3 separate regions of the Sus scrofa genome follow, and all the other regions are linked to region 2. Evidence: chromatin contacts called from public HiChIP or PLAC-seq data. All regions are on one chromosome and are shown on one strand. The core of a region is the stretch at or near the end of the contact, and the rest is flanking DNA. Distances in the headings are between cores, read along the strand shown.

The links. HiChIP or PLAC-seq counts read pairs in DNA pulled down with a chosen protein or histone mark.
Region 1: an H3K27ac HiChIP or PLAC-seq map of alveolar macrophages shows a contact between it and region 2. The contact joins the promoter of VPS54 here to the promoter of AFTPH in region 2. A contact is called at or near these places in 1 of 5 promoter capture datasets (liver) and 1 of 2 datasets of contacts at active chromatin or transcription factors (alveolar macrophages).
Region 3: an H3K27ac HiChIP or PLAC-seq map of alveolar macrophages shows a contact between it and region 2. The contact joins the promoter of PELI1 here to the promoter of AFTPH in region 2. A contact is called at or near these places in 2 of 2 datasets of contacts at active chromatin or transcription factors (alveolar macrophages and skeletal muscle).

Annotation. Positions count from the first base shown.
Region 1 is chr3:77,853,771-77,857,725 of Sscrofa11.1, reverse strand. VPS54 (vacuolar protein sorting-associated protein 54) reads right to left here and starts at 1,633. Exons shown (of 23, transcript XR_002342640.1): 1 at 1,116-1,633.
Region 2 is chr3:77,420,751-77,425,027 of Sscrofa11.1, reverse strand. It overlaps AFTPH (aftiphilin), which reads left to right and starts at 2,174. Exons shown (of 10, transcript XM_021087452.1): 1 at 2,174-3,069.
Region 3 is chr3:77,738,639-77,742,312 of Sscrofa11.1, reverse strand. It overlaps PELI1 (E3 ubiquitin-protein ligase pellino homolog 1), which reads right to left and starts at 1,853. Exons shown (of 7, transcript XM_021087454.1): 1 at 1,503-1,853.

The DNA of each region.
Region 1 (3,955 bases), core at 384-2,883, 430 kb before region 2:
CTAGGAAATCAGACTTTGACTGCTATACAAACACAGTCAAACAAACAAATCCCATCATTCCATCTGTTCTATCATAACTGCTTAGAAGTCATTAAGGCTCTCAAGACACTTTTCCAACTAGAACCATCCATCAGATATAAAAGTCATCCTGGATGTCCATTCAAATTTACAGTTTAAGTTACCACAATAACACATTTCCCAATATACTATCATGACATCACTTGCCTTGCAAGCATTTACTATTAAGACTACCCTGGGGTTTGACAAATCAGAAATAGAAGCGATTAAAAACAAAACACAAAAACATGCCAAGTTAATTCTATGAAAGTAAGGAGAGCCTCAATAAAGACCAAAATAAAACCAGTTAAAGGGGAATTCAAAAAAACAAACAAACAAACAAACAAAAAACCCACACAAACAAACCCACAAACAAAACGAAAAAACCCGGGTCAGCCAAAATTTTATAAAGAGCATCCCGAATTCAGCACAAGGACAGACCAAGTGGTTAATTATATGGGCAGGCAAAAGTTCCCTTGTCAATGGCAGGACGGCAGGGGAGGCCTGCCTTTGTATCAACGCAGAGATGGAAAGAAGCATAACTGAAAAAAATTAATTATTGAACAAATGATTGTGAGCTACAGTGCCAAAGTGAAATATACCGAGTTATTCTCTGGCTGGCCTTGGCCAAGAAGACAAATGATTTTTTTCCTTCAATTTAAATTACCCCTTTGGATCAAAAGAGGGCTAAGGGCCCAGCTGGGAAAAGAAAGGGAAAGTTTGGGGGGAGCATCTAAAGGGGGTGGTGGAAGTTCCACAGCCCGGATCCCCGAGAGGGGTTGAGAAGGGAAAAGAGCGGCGTCGCGGCCGCGGGCTGGAGGTGAGGAACACAGCTGCCGGCCGATCCCACAGCGAGAGCGAGAAGGAAAAGGAGGAGAAGGCGGCCAGCAGGAATGGAAGCTTCGGCGCCCGTCAGTTGTGGCCGAGAAACTCCGCCGGCTTGGGCCGGGGAGGAGACAGAGGGGGTGGGGTCTCGGTCCTCTCTCACCGGAGGTTGGGGGGAGGCGGGAGGGGACGCGCGAAATGCTGGGGGGCGGTGGGGCCGGTCAGACACCTACCTGCGGGTCCCGGGCAGCCGCCCCAGAGCGAGGCCTAGTGCATTGCCGCCGCCTCCAACCCTCCACGTCGCGCCGAGGCTGCTGCTCCGCGGCCGCCGCCGCCCGGAGCCCCGCTGGGCCCGAGCCCGGCTTCCCGCCCCCGCCCCGCGCCGGCTGGCTCGTCAGCCGGGGGAGCAAAGGGTCGCCCTCTCGAGCCCAGCTCCGCTCGAGGGTTAAGAGGCGGCAGCGGCGGCTCCCTCACGTCTCTCCCGGGTGTCCTGTCAGCCAGCAGTTTCCCCCGGGTCCGCAGCGCCGCCTCCGCCGCTGCTGCCACCGCCTCTCCCACATCCCCGGCCTCCAGAGGAGCCGCTACCGCCGCCTCCGCCGCCGCGCTGCGACCACTACCACTAGAGCTTCTGCTCCCTGCTCCACTGCCTCCCCTCACCCCGCCGGCCTGCCGCGGCCCGGCCAGGTCCGGGGAGACTGCTCCAGAGGCCGCCGCGAGGGCGCCGCAGCCCCCAGCCCACAATCCACCGCGCGGCTCCGCCGGGGCGGGCGGGCCGCGGCCCAGGCCGGGGGGGAGTGTTCGCAGCCTTGGGAGAGGGCCGGGCTGGGCGCGGGCGCCGCTGGCGTTCCCCCGGAGCAGGGAATGCCCCGCGCGACTGCTCGGCGCCTCCTCTAAGAGGCCTCCACGCAAAGACAGAAACTCACGATGAACTCGACTTTTCCCCACGACCCTTCCCTTCCCCCACCCCGAGGTGCTCTCTGGAGCAGCCGGGTGCCGCCGGCCGCTCCCCCGGACGGGTTCGCGACCCCTCTGCGTGGCCCTCGCCCACGCCCCAGACCAACCGACTCCAAACATCTCAAAGTCCCCAGCACATATTAAAGTAGATACTTCCATAACATTCCACCTTTCCTTTCACACTTTCAAAGTGAAAGGCTGTTCACTTTGAGTTTCCCAATTACATGTCCTTTGAAAGGTTTAAGGTCACCCCTTCCCCAACAATCCATGGACTCCGGAAACAGTGCATAGTCTCTCTATGGAAGCCTTCCCCCACCCAGTCTTTCTCCAAAGTTTCCCCTAGTTCCAGGGCCTCCTCCCAGGCACCTATCACACTTCTCTGGCGCTGAAATCAGTCATTCCTGCTATTTGAGATACTTGAAGTGTGTATTTTTAATACCACCTCCCTGTAATTCTTGACAGTAATCCAATTCAGCCCGGTTTCAGAGGGCTAGTAATCTTAATCCAGTGAAATGAAATCCACAAGAAAGGGAGTATGTTAGAATATTTTTTAAAAGAGAGGAAAGGGCCGTTTGAGTGCTTATGTCTTAATTTAGGAAGGTTTCTTTCAATTTTGAAACCATATCTTTGCTTAAAAATATCAATATTTCAGGCATTTATAAGACTGTTTAAACAAATCAAAAGTGAAAATAACAGTTGGGGAGAAAAAAAGTTGATGCAAATTTCACTAGTAAGAAGTCATTCTGGAAACTGCAAACATAACACTTTGTGAAACGGTATTTTACCCACTAAAGAGCTAAAGTTGAGGGGAAAGGAAGAACAAAAGAGAAGCAAGCAGCAAAAAATAGGTGAGAGGAAATTCTTATATTATGTTTTTCTAAATTCAATTCTTTACAGTTTTATAATAAGGAGAGTAAGACTATCAACCTCCAATGTGAACTATATTTAACTGTAAAATGATAAATCCTCCTCAATCTCTGATCTCATAAAGCCAAATGACCTTATATTATGAATATATCAAAGAAAGACTCACCAAATTTTGTCAAAGGGCAGAGAGGAAAATAATTTCACTTTAAGTCTAAAATCAGTTCATAGGTTATATATACTAAGTAATGGATTTAGCAGGTTCCTATATTTTGAAACCACATCAGGAAGTCAACAATAGTTTGAAAACTGTATTAAACCTGGTGGTTTGGCCTTCTAAAAATATTTGCATTTATAACCCATCTTGTTCTAAAAAAGATTCCAAGTTGCTCTAGTTGGCACTTGGGTTAGGGAATAGCCATAAAGAATCTCCTTGACACTAGAACAAGTCAGACTGGTTTGCTTTCCTCATTATCCATTTGTAGATAACATATCATAGGAAGAAAATACACATTGTGTATTATTGCACTTAGTTCTTTCAGGGATCCAGCATGATTTTACTTTTACTTTTCCACAAATAATTCATAATCATGGACCTAAACATAAAAGTAAATGCTGATGGTCAGATTTGCAGAAAACAAAACAAAACAAAAAGCTGTTAACTGGATAATTTAATTTAGAAGTACATAAATTTTAATTAATATGTTCCCTTATACTTTGAATCATTTCAGTATTAGAAAAAGCCAAATCACAAATATCTACATATATTATTAGTGTTAATTTCCAGAAAAACTGATAGAAATCTTCATTACCTTCAAAAGAAATATGAAGAAAATATCTAGCTACTGTTACTAATGCTATATCTGCATAATATTTATTAAACCTGTAAAGAATTATGAATGCTGCTAGTCATCAGGGTTCATATATTCTTTTTTTTTTTTTTTTTTTTAGTTATTTCTTGGGCCGCTCCCGTGGCACATGGAGGTTCCCAGGCTATGGGTCAAATCGGAGCTGTAGCCACTGGCCTACACCAGAGCCACAGCAACGCGGGATCCGAGCCATGTCTGCAACCTACACCACAGCTCACGGCAACGCCGGATCGATAACCCACTGAGCAAGGGCAGGGACCGAACCCGCAACCTCATGGTTCCTAGTCGGATTCGTTAACCACTGCGCCACGACGGGAACTCCCATATATTCTTATTAGATGAAGAACAGGCAGATTTTCTGCAACACCTATAAAGGACCTATGCCT
Region 2 (4,277 bases), core at 925-3,424:
TCTCAAGTATTTAAATATGATAAATAACTATGTCCTAAGAGAGTGGAGAACCTGTGGTCTAGTTTTAGTCTCTCATTTGACATATAAGAAGACTGAGCTCTGGGGAGTTCCCATCGTGGCGCAGTGGTTAACGAATCCGACTAGGAACCATGAGGTTGCAGGTTCCATCCCCGGCCTTGCCCAGTGGGTTGGGGATCTGGCATTGCTGTGAGCTGTGGTGTGAGTCACAGACGCGGCTTGAATCTGGCGTTGCTGTGACTCTGGCGTGGGCCAGTGTCTACAGCTCCAATTAGACCCCTAGCCTGGGAATCTCCATATGCCACAGGAGTGGCTCAAGAAAAGGCAAAAAAAAAAAAAAAAGAAGACTGAGCTCCAGAGAGGTTAAGTAATTTACACAAAATCATAGTGATAACAGAGCTTGTTAGCCGACCCAGGTCTATGTATTGCTTTTCCAGAACATCACATAGGTGGAGTTTTGTGCTTTTTTTTGTTGATTTCTTATACAGTGTGAGGTAAGTTTCTTTCAACTTTTAGTCCACAAGGTATAACTCAATCTTTTTTCTTTTAATTATTATCCACTGCTGGTGAGAAGGCAGTTAAATTGGGATATTCTGTATTTCTGGTGGTGGTATAAATTGGTATAAGATTTTGGAAAATGAGATAAAGTGCCAATAAAACATTTACAGCCTTTTGGCTCAATCATTTTTATATTGACTGAGAGTTCCCTGGTGGCTCAGCGGGTTAAGCAGGCTAAGGCTGTAACTGCTGTGGCTCTGATCACTGCTGTAGTGTGGATTCGATCCCTGGGTCAGGAACTTCGCCTGCCATGGGCACAACCAAAAAAAATCATTTTTATATACAGAAAAAACTCATAAAATTAGACAAAGCCACAACACAAAATGTACATCAGCACAGTATTATTTGTAATTGTGGAAAATACCCACATATAGGATAATGGATAAATCACAGTATGTCTGCTCCATTGAATATTATGTATGCAATGAAAATCAAAGTTTTATGAAATGTTAAGTAATCAGGATGAAATGCTTACAACATAATATTAAGTGAAAAAAGGATACAAAATTGGCTTACATTATGATTACAACTTTGTAAAAAGTCTGCACAGGAGAAAAAACTAAGATTTAATTTTTCTTTTCTTGATACAAAATCTTAAGTAATGTAGTTAAGGTCGTATTTTTTAAAAGTAAAGAAAAACAATACTACCACTGGATCCAAATGCAATGAATTTTAATAAGTATTTTCCCCCAGATTCATCATCTTAAAAACTTTCAGAGATGCTTTCTTTTTGTAGTACCATTTCATAAGCATTGGAATGCTGTCTTCAGAATTATGTGTAAGATTACAAATTACAAGTTGGGTGGTTGCTGACCAAAGAGTGACTTAATGACTCAACTTCATAAATTTCTGAATTGTTGTCCTTAAGTGAATAAAATAGGCTTCTGCAGTTACCTGAAAAAAAAAAAACACTTTTTAATCATGTTATGCATAAAATTAGGGGAATATTATTCTGAAAGCACAGTTTTTTTTAATGTTTTTATGTTTAAATTTATTATTTCAGTTTTAACATATTCTCGATGTAGGGTCTGCCTTAGGATTTTGTCATATGTTCTTATTCTGATATGTCTGTTTAGTAGAGCTATCAAATTAGGACAAGCATGTGTTCCTCTAAAATCAATTTACTTCCAGTGTACACACACACACACACACACACACACACACTTTTGTTTCTTTCCTTCCTGGTCAAAATAAACATTTATAGCGATATATTTATAAGCTTATATTTATAAATACAATATTTAAGGTTTATATTTTTAAGCTTGCAATGAGCCAAGCCAGCAGGGGGCGAAATACAATAAGAATAAATTTGACAAGCCATATAGATATTTTTCTTGCTTTAGTGACTGAGCAATAACAAAAAATCCAGCACCGCCACAAAGCAATTGGTATTCTAATTTTAAGTGCTGCAGTCTGCGTATATCTTACAGCGATTGAGTTGTATAGAGACAAAAGCAGGTCTATTTCAGTGCTCCAAGTTAATTTGTCTAGAACATTGCAGAGGCGGGATAAACTGTGATGAACTGCTTTTGTCCCTATCTTCCCCTGATTTGTATAATTCCTCCACTCAAAGAAGGTGGACGCTTCTCTGTGGCTGAGAGGGTGTTTTCTATCCTTGTTTTCTTTGCGTAACTGCTGAGCTTTGCTGTATTGGAATTGTTTTAAATTATTCAAATTGCTGGTGTAGGTTTGGCAAAAGTGAGCAGAATAAGCACTTCGGAAGGGCTCATGATTGCGGGATAGGACCTCGGCCTCATCATTCCCGATGGTAACAATAATCTGTGCAGCCTTGCAGTCTTGTTTTTACAGTGGCCGGAATTCTAACAGAAATTCGTTATAGATGAAAGGGAAAGGTTATAAAAAATGCAAATGATCAAGACTGATGATGGAAAAATGTTACGACCTCTGTTAAAGAAATGCGGGAGTTGATTGATTTCTTTATAGTTTCATCGAATAGTCTCTCGCAGCATCTATGAAAAACGACCACCGTCTCTATCCGTTAGCAAAATCCTCCAATTTTATTTGTTTTTGTTGGTCTCAAAGACGATTTGTCAGTTCGGCGGCTGCTTTTCCTCTTGCTTCTCATTTTGATTTACCTCTTCTTTGTTATACATCAGCTTCCTTTTCTGTCAGCTTAAATTAAAAAGAGGAAGGAACTCTGAACGAAAAAGTCGTTTTTCGGGGCGAAAAGGGCAAGCTGATAAGTGCTCTCCAGCAGATTTTGGTGAAGAAAATAAAGTTCCGTATTTTAAAACCCTCGCAATTTTCCTTGCAGAGCAAGAGACTTAACTCGGTCCTGAGCTGAACGTTGACTTTTAGCCGGCTAAGGAGCACCTGTCCCTCGCCGGGAGCGCAGCCTTAGGAGCGGCGGAGTGCAGGAGGGCGTCTTTCCCCCCACCCACCTCGATGACTCACAAGGAAGTCAAGGAAAAGGGCAGCTTGCCCGCACCCAAAATGGCGGCCGGCGCTCTGCTCGACGGCGCCTGCGCAGGGGTAAGCGTTCTGTGACACTGATTCCCCCCAAGTGTTCTCCCCCCAACCCCCCAGTACCCACCAGCGCCCGGCCCCGACCTAGCCACCTGCGCCCGGAAGTGACGTGTCGGCGGCAGCGGTTCCCCCGCTGCATGATGGGAGAGTGTGTGGAGTGGGCGGGGGGTCTCCGCGGAGGAGGAGGTGGAGGCGGCGGCGGCGGCGGAAGAGGGCGGAGGGTAATGGGATGGGGGTCTCGCGGCAGCGCTGAAACTCCGGGTGGGCGTCCATGGCGCTGCTTCGATGACAGGGCTGTGAGCAGCCTGCCTTCCGCTTTCACCAGCTCCGCGTCGGAATAGCCGGTCCTTCCCCGGGGAGCTAGTTCCTCCCCGGGCCCCTGAGCCATGCCCATCGCAGCCGCCCCGGACGAGCCAGGTAAGCGCCACCGCTCCGCTCCCCCATCGCGCGGGGGAAAGAGGATGGGGAAGCCGGCCCAGCCCGCCGGCTGGACCCTCGCCCGGCCCGGGGGCACCTGCCTGTCGCGGAGCCGGGGGCTGCGGGGACGGTGCCGGCTCTGCGGGCCTGCGGGCTCCGGGCTCGGGCTCTGTCCTTTTCCGCGGCGGGTGCGGGGACGCCGGCGGCGGCGCGGAAGCGCACGGCCCCCTTCTCGCCATCCCGGGCATCGGCCAGGAAAGTGAGAGCCCTTCCCACGTCCCCGGCTGCCGGCGGCTCGCCCTGCCCCTCCACTTCCACCTGCCCTGAGCTCTGCGCCGGCCGCTCCCTCCCGGGAGCTTGTGGAGAAGTTTGGGGCTTTGCTCCGGCTTCCTCCTTCTCCCTCCCCCTCCCTCGTGACAGGTGTAAACACTGCCTGCTTCGCCCAGGCCTGAGGCCGGCCGCGATCAGAGTCTGCTGCTTCGCAGGGTCTCTAAAGCAAGCGGCTTTCGAATCCTCCAACAGGCAGAGGAGACGGCACCCAAACTCATGCATCCCATCCTGAGAGGACCTTTTCTGTTCCTTTCTTGCACTCTTCAAGAAATCGTCTGCGTCCCCTCCCCAGACTGCGTTGGAAAAGTTGGACCATTTTTTTTTTAAGTGCCTAGTTAGGCAGGTGCTACGTCTTGTTTGGACAGGGAACAGAGTATAGGGTGAAGAGTGGTGGGATCCTTTCATCATTAGGAAAGTACTGAGAATGACTAGGTTTTTCTCTTGTTGGTTAATGCGAGTTACAGCTT
Region 3 (3,674 bases), core at 604-3,103, 320 kb before region 2:
CTTTATTTGTACAAGAAAGACAATGTTTTGAGAGCTGTAAATCTGATCACCCTGAAAAAACATTTTGTTGGTTATAAAGAAAAGGTCATAAACGGAAACAGAAGAGCTTAAGAAACTGAACCTTCTCCACAACTCAAAAATTTACATTCACACTACTAGGCAAACTAAAAAAAAAAAGCAAAACAAACAAACAAAAAAACAGCAAACAAAAAACCTCTTACGGTTCTCCTCAATTACAAAAGAAATACATATTCAAGTAGAAAAAGACAAAGCCAGTTGTGAAACAAAAGATCAGCTGCTATGCAAACAAAATAGCATTTTGTAGAATAAGAGAAGTACACAGCCTTTGAACCAAAACAAATAGATGACCTTTTCTTACACTTAAAGCTTCTGGTTCTTTGTACAACCAGTACCTTATGGATAAGGTGCTCACTCAATTTGATGACTAAACGATGGGAAGGCTGTTGGTGCTATTAAAACCAAGACACAGTTCCTTGTGTGTTGTGACTAAATCTGTTAAACCTACATTAAAAAAAATCTCTGCCCTCCCACCCCCATGATTGCTGTCTTGCCTACCCGCAGGTACAAAAATAAAAGCAGATGGGTGAGATGAGTTTATGGTGTACAGTATTCTTTCTCCCCATTCGTAGCATTTTTCAAGAGTCCTTTGAGGTTTTAAGATTCAAAACATCGTGTAAGAAGAGTTATTGTTTCAACTACCTAACAATTACCCAGACTTCTTTTAGACTTCGGTTAACCTGTAAGTAAAATGAGTATCTTCAACTTTTCCATAGGGCACTGAAGAACCAGTTCTTACTCATAAATGCTTTCAGGTCCTCAGACACCAGGCGTGGTGGAAGATCAAGGGTATCCATCAATTAGCGAGCTCTTCCGGACCTCAGTTTACCCACTTACGGAAACCGGGGCATTAACTTTGTTTCGTAGGGGCCCCGGAGGTGTAACTAATTGGTGTTTTTAAGTGCTCTGAGATCCACAGATGAAAGGAAACGCGAGGGACAAGCAGTGATGATGACAATAATCATGACAATAAACAAAATGACTAACTTGGAAGTCTGTGTTATGTAAAGAAGGAAAAAGAAGTTATCAGATTCGTACAAACAAAAGAAAAGCCCTCCGCCCCCCTTTGTTTCTCTTTCAATTCTACCTCGTTCCCCGCCCCCGCGAAGCTCCCCTCCCTCAGCTGGTGGCCCGGCGCGGGGCGCGGGGCTCGGACTTGGCCGCCGCGCGCCCGTTCCTGGGCGGAGGGGGAGGGCGCGTCGGGCCGGCTCCTGACAAAGGCGCTTCCTCCTGCGAAGGCGCGGGATGAGGGCGCCGCAAACTCCGCTTCGGCGCGGGGGCGCGCAGGCGGGCGGGGAAAGCTGGCCGCCTAAACCCGGCCGTCCGCCCCGGGAAGCCGCCGAGGAAGTTGCGCGCCCGCCTGGCCCGCACCCCTCGCCCGCTCCGTGTCGACCCCTCCCGCGGCGTGCCGCGGCCACACTCACCGGACAATTGCTGGTGGCCGGAATCCCAGCACGGCCCCGAGACCCGGGGCGAGGGGGTGAAGTGTGCGTGCGCGGGGAGCGCGAGCAGACAGCCCGGCGTTCCGCCGCCGCCTTCCGCGCCAGCCGGCCGAGCCCGGCGAGGGGAAGTTGGCCGCGGAGCTGAGCGCTGACGAGCCGCGGGCGGAGGGAGAGCCGCGGGGCCCGCTTTGTGATGCGCTCCCGGAGGGCTCGAGGCAAACCCGAACGCGCGGCTCGGCTAGTGCTGCTGCTGGAGGCGGCAGCGGCGGCGCCCCCCGACGGTCCCTCCGCCTCACTCCGCCTCTGGGTCACTGACACACACTCAGAGGGAGGGGAGGGGACTAGCTGGAAGGCGGGGCCGGAGGGAGGGGACGGGGCAGGGCCATAGAGGGAGGCGGTGCCGCGGCGCCGAGCGGTCTCTTGGGAGTTGTAGTTCTCTGACTGAAGAAAAAGGGGTACATTGTTGAGGACGAGTCCCTGCTCGCTCCGCACTGCGCATGCTCGGGAGGGAGAGGGTCGGCCCCACTGTTACTATGGTCACAGACATACTGAGGAAGGGAACGTGTTCAGCGCGGCTGCTGGCTGAACAAGGCCCTCCTTGTGTTATGGTGCTGTTAAGGATCCTACTTTTAGCTGGTCCTTCTTACTTCGCTCCACCCCCAATTTCCTAACCTCACCACTCACAAGTGCTCAGTGAAATCTGACTTCTTCATATTTTGGTCTTCCCTGCTGCTTAATTTTATGCCATAAATGCCGAATCACAACCATTTCCCTTCCCTCAAGGGAGCCCTCCCTGCCTTAAATTCAAGGGTTTTTTCCGTTTATTTTTTTAACCTAAGACTTGTAGAAACGTAGTTGCTTCCAATAACTTTACAATTAAGTTATAAAACTGCTAGGAACAAATCCATTGTCAGATTCCCATAGTTAATTTCTTCGCTCAAGTCACATCTAACTGGCTTCTTTAAGGCCAGCAAAGGTAGAGCTCAGGATCAAGATCGCTATATCTTACTTGATCGGTGCAAAGTAATCAAACGTTTAAATTTTAAGGCCTAGAATTTTTAAGAAATAAGAATTTCATAAAGTATAAGTTCAAAAGATAAGTGAAAAGTTGAAAATTGTTTACTGTATATACATTGGCAACTTTCAATTAGCAATAAGAGAAGTCTGAACCACTGTCTGAGTATGCTGTTGGGCTGGTCAGCTAGGGCTACACCCATACAGGGCACCCAGGTGTAAATAGTGGCCGAAGAGGGTGGTGAAAGGCAAACATGTTATTGGATCTCTAGAGGACTTAAGACAGCCTGTCCAAGCTCTTTTGTTTTTCTTCTCTGCCCACCTAGAACCCCATACTCTGGAAGAAAAAAGATCAATGTTTAGAAATCAGAAACAGGAAAAGTTGAGGTTTTCAGATAGAGAGTTTCAAGATCAAGGATCCTTATGTTTGCAGACCACATAATTATTCATTTAGAAAACATTCTTGAATATACTACGCCTCAGGTACTTTATTAGTTCTCAGAAAGAGAGATACAGGAATGTAAAAGAAACACTGTTTAAGTGCTTACTGTGCAAAAGAGGAGCCAGGTAAATAAATAGACTCAGTGTGATAATACCTTAATAGGAAAGTACACCAGGTGCTTCAACACACAGTTACCCCAGGCTCAGGCAGTTTCAGAAAATGCTTCAAAGAACGCTTAAACTTGAGGATGACTAGGAGTTAGTGTGTTTGTGTGCTTTGGTGGAGGAAGAAAAGAGAAGTGAGTGAGAGCAGAGGGTGGGGGGGCTGGGGGTGAGGTGGAAGGCAGCAAGAGCAAAGTGCTAGAGGCATTAGAATTTGGTTCAGCAAAGAGTTCAGCATTGCTGGTTGTAGGGTGGAATTGAAGGGAGTGGCAAGAGGAGACAGTGAAAGGTAAAGGAGACAGATCATGAAGAATCTTGTACCATATGCTAAGGAATATAGGCTCTTTTCTACAAGCAACAGAAAGCCATGCCAAGATTGGAAGCACATGAAATTTTGATAAGATATGCACTTTAGAAATGCATTTTATGCATTAAAAAAAAAAAAAAAAAGGCCTGAATCAGCAGTGGCAGAAGACAGAACTGAGGGAAATCACACTATTTAAGGAATAGAATTAATAGAACCTAGTGATTAAACAA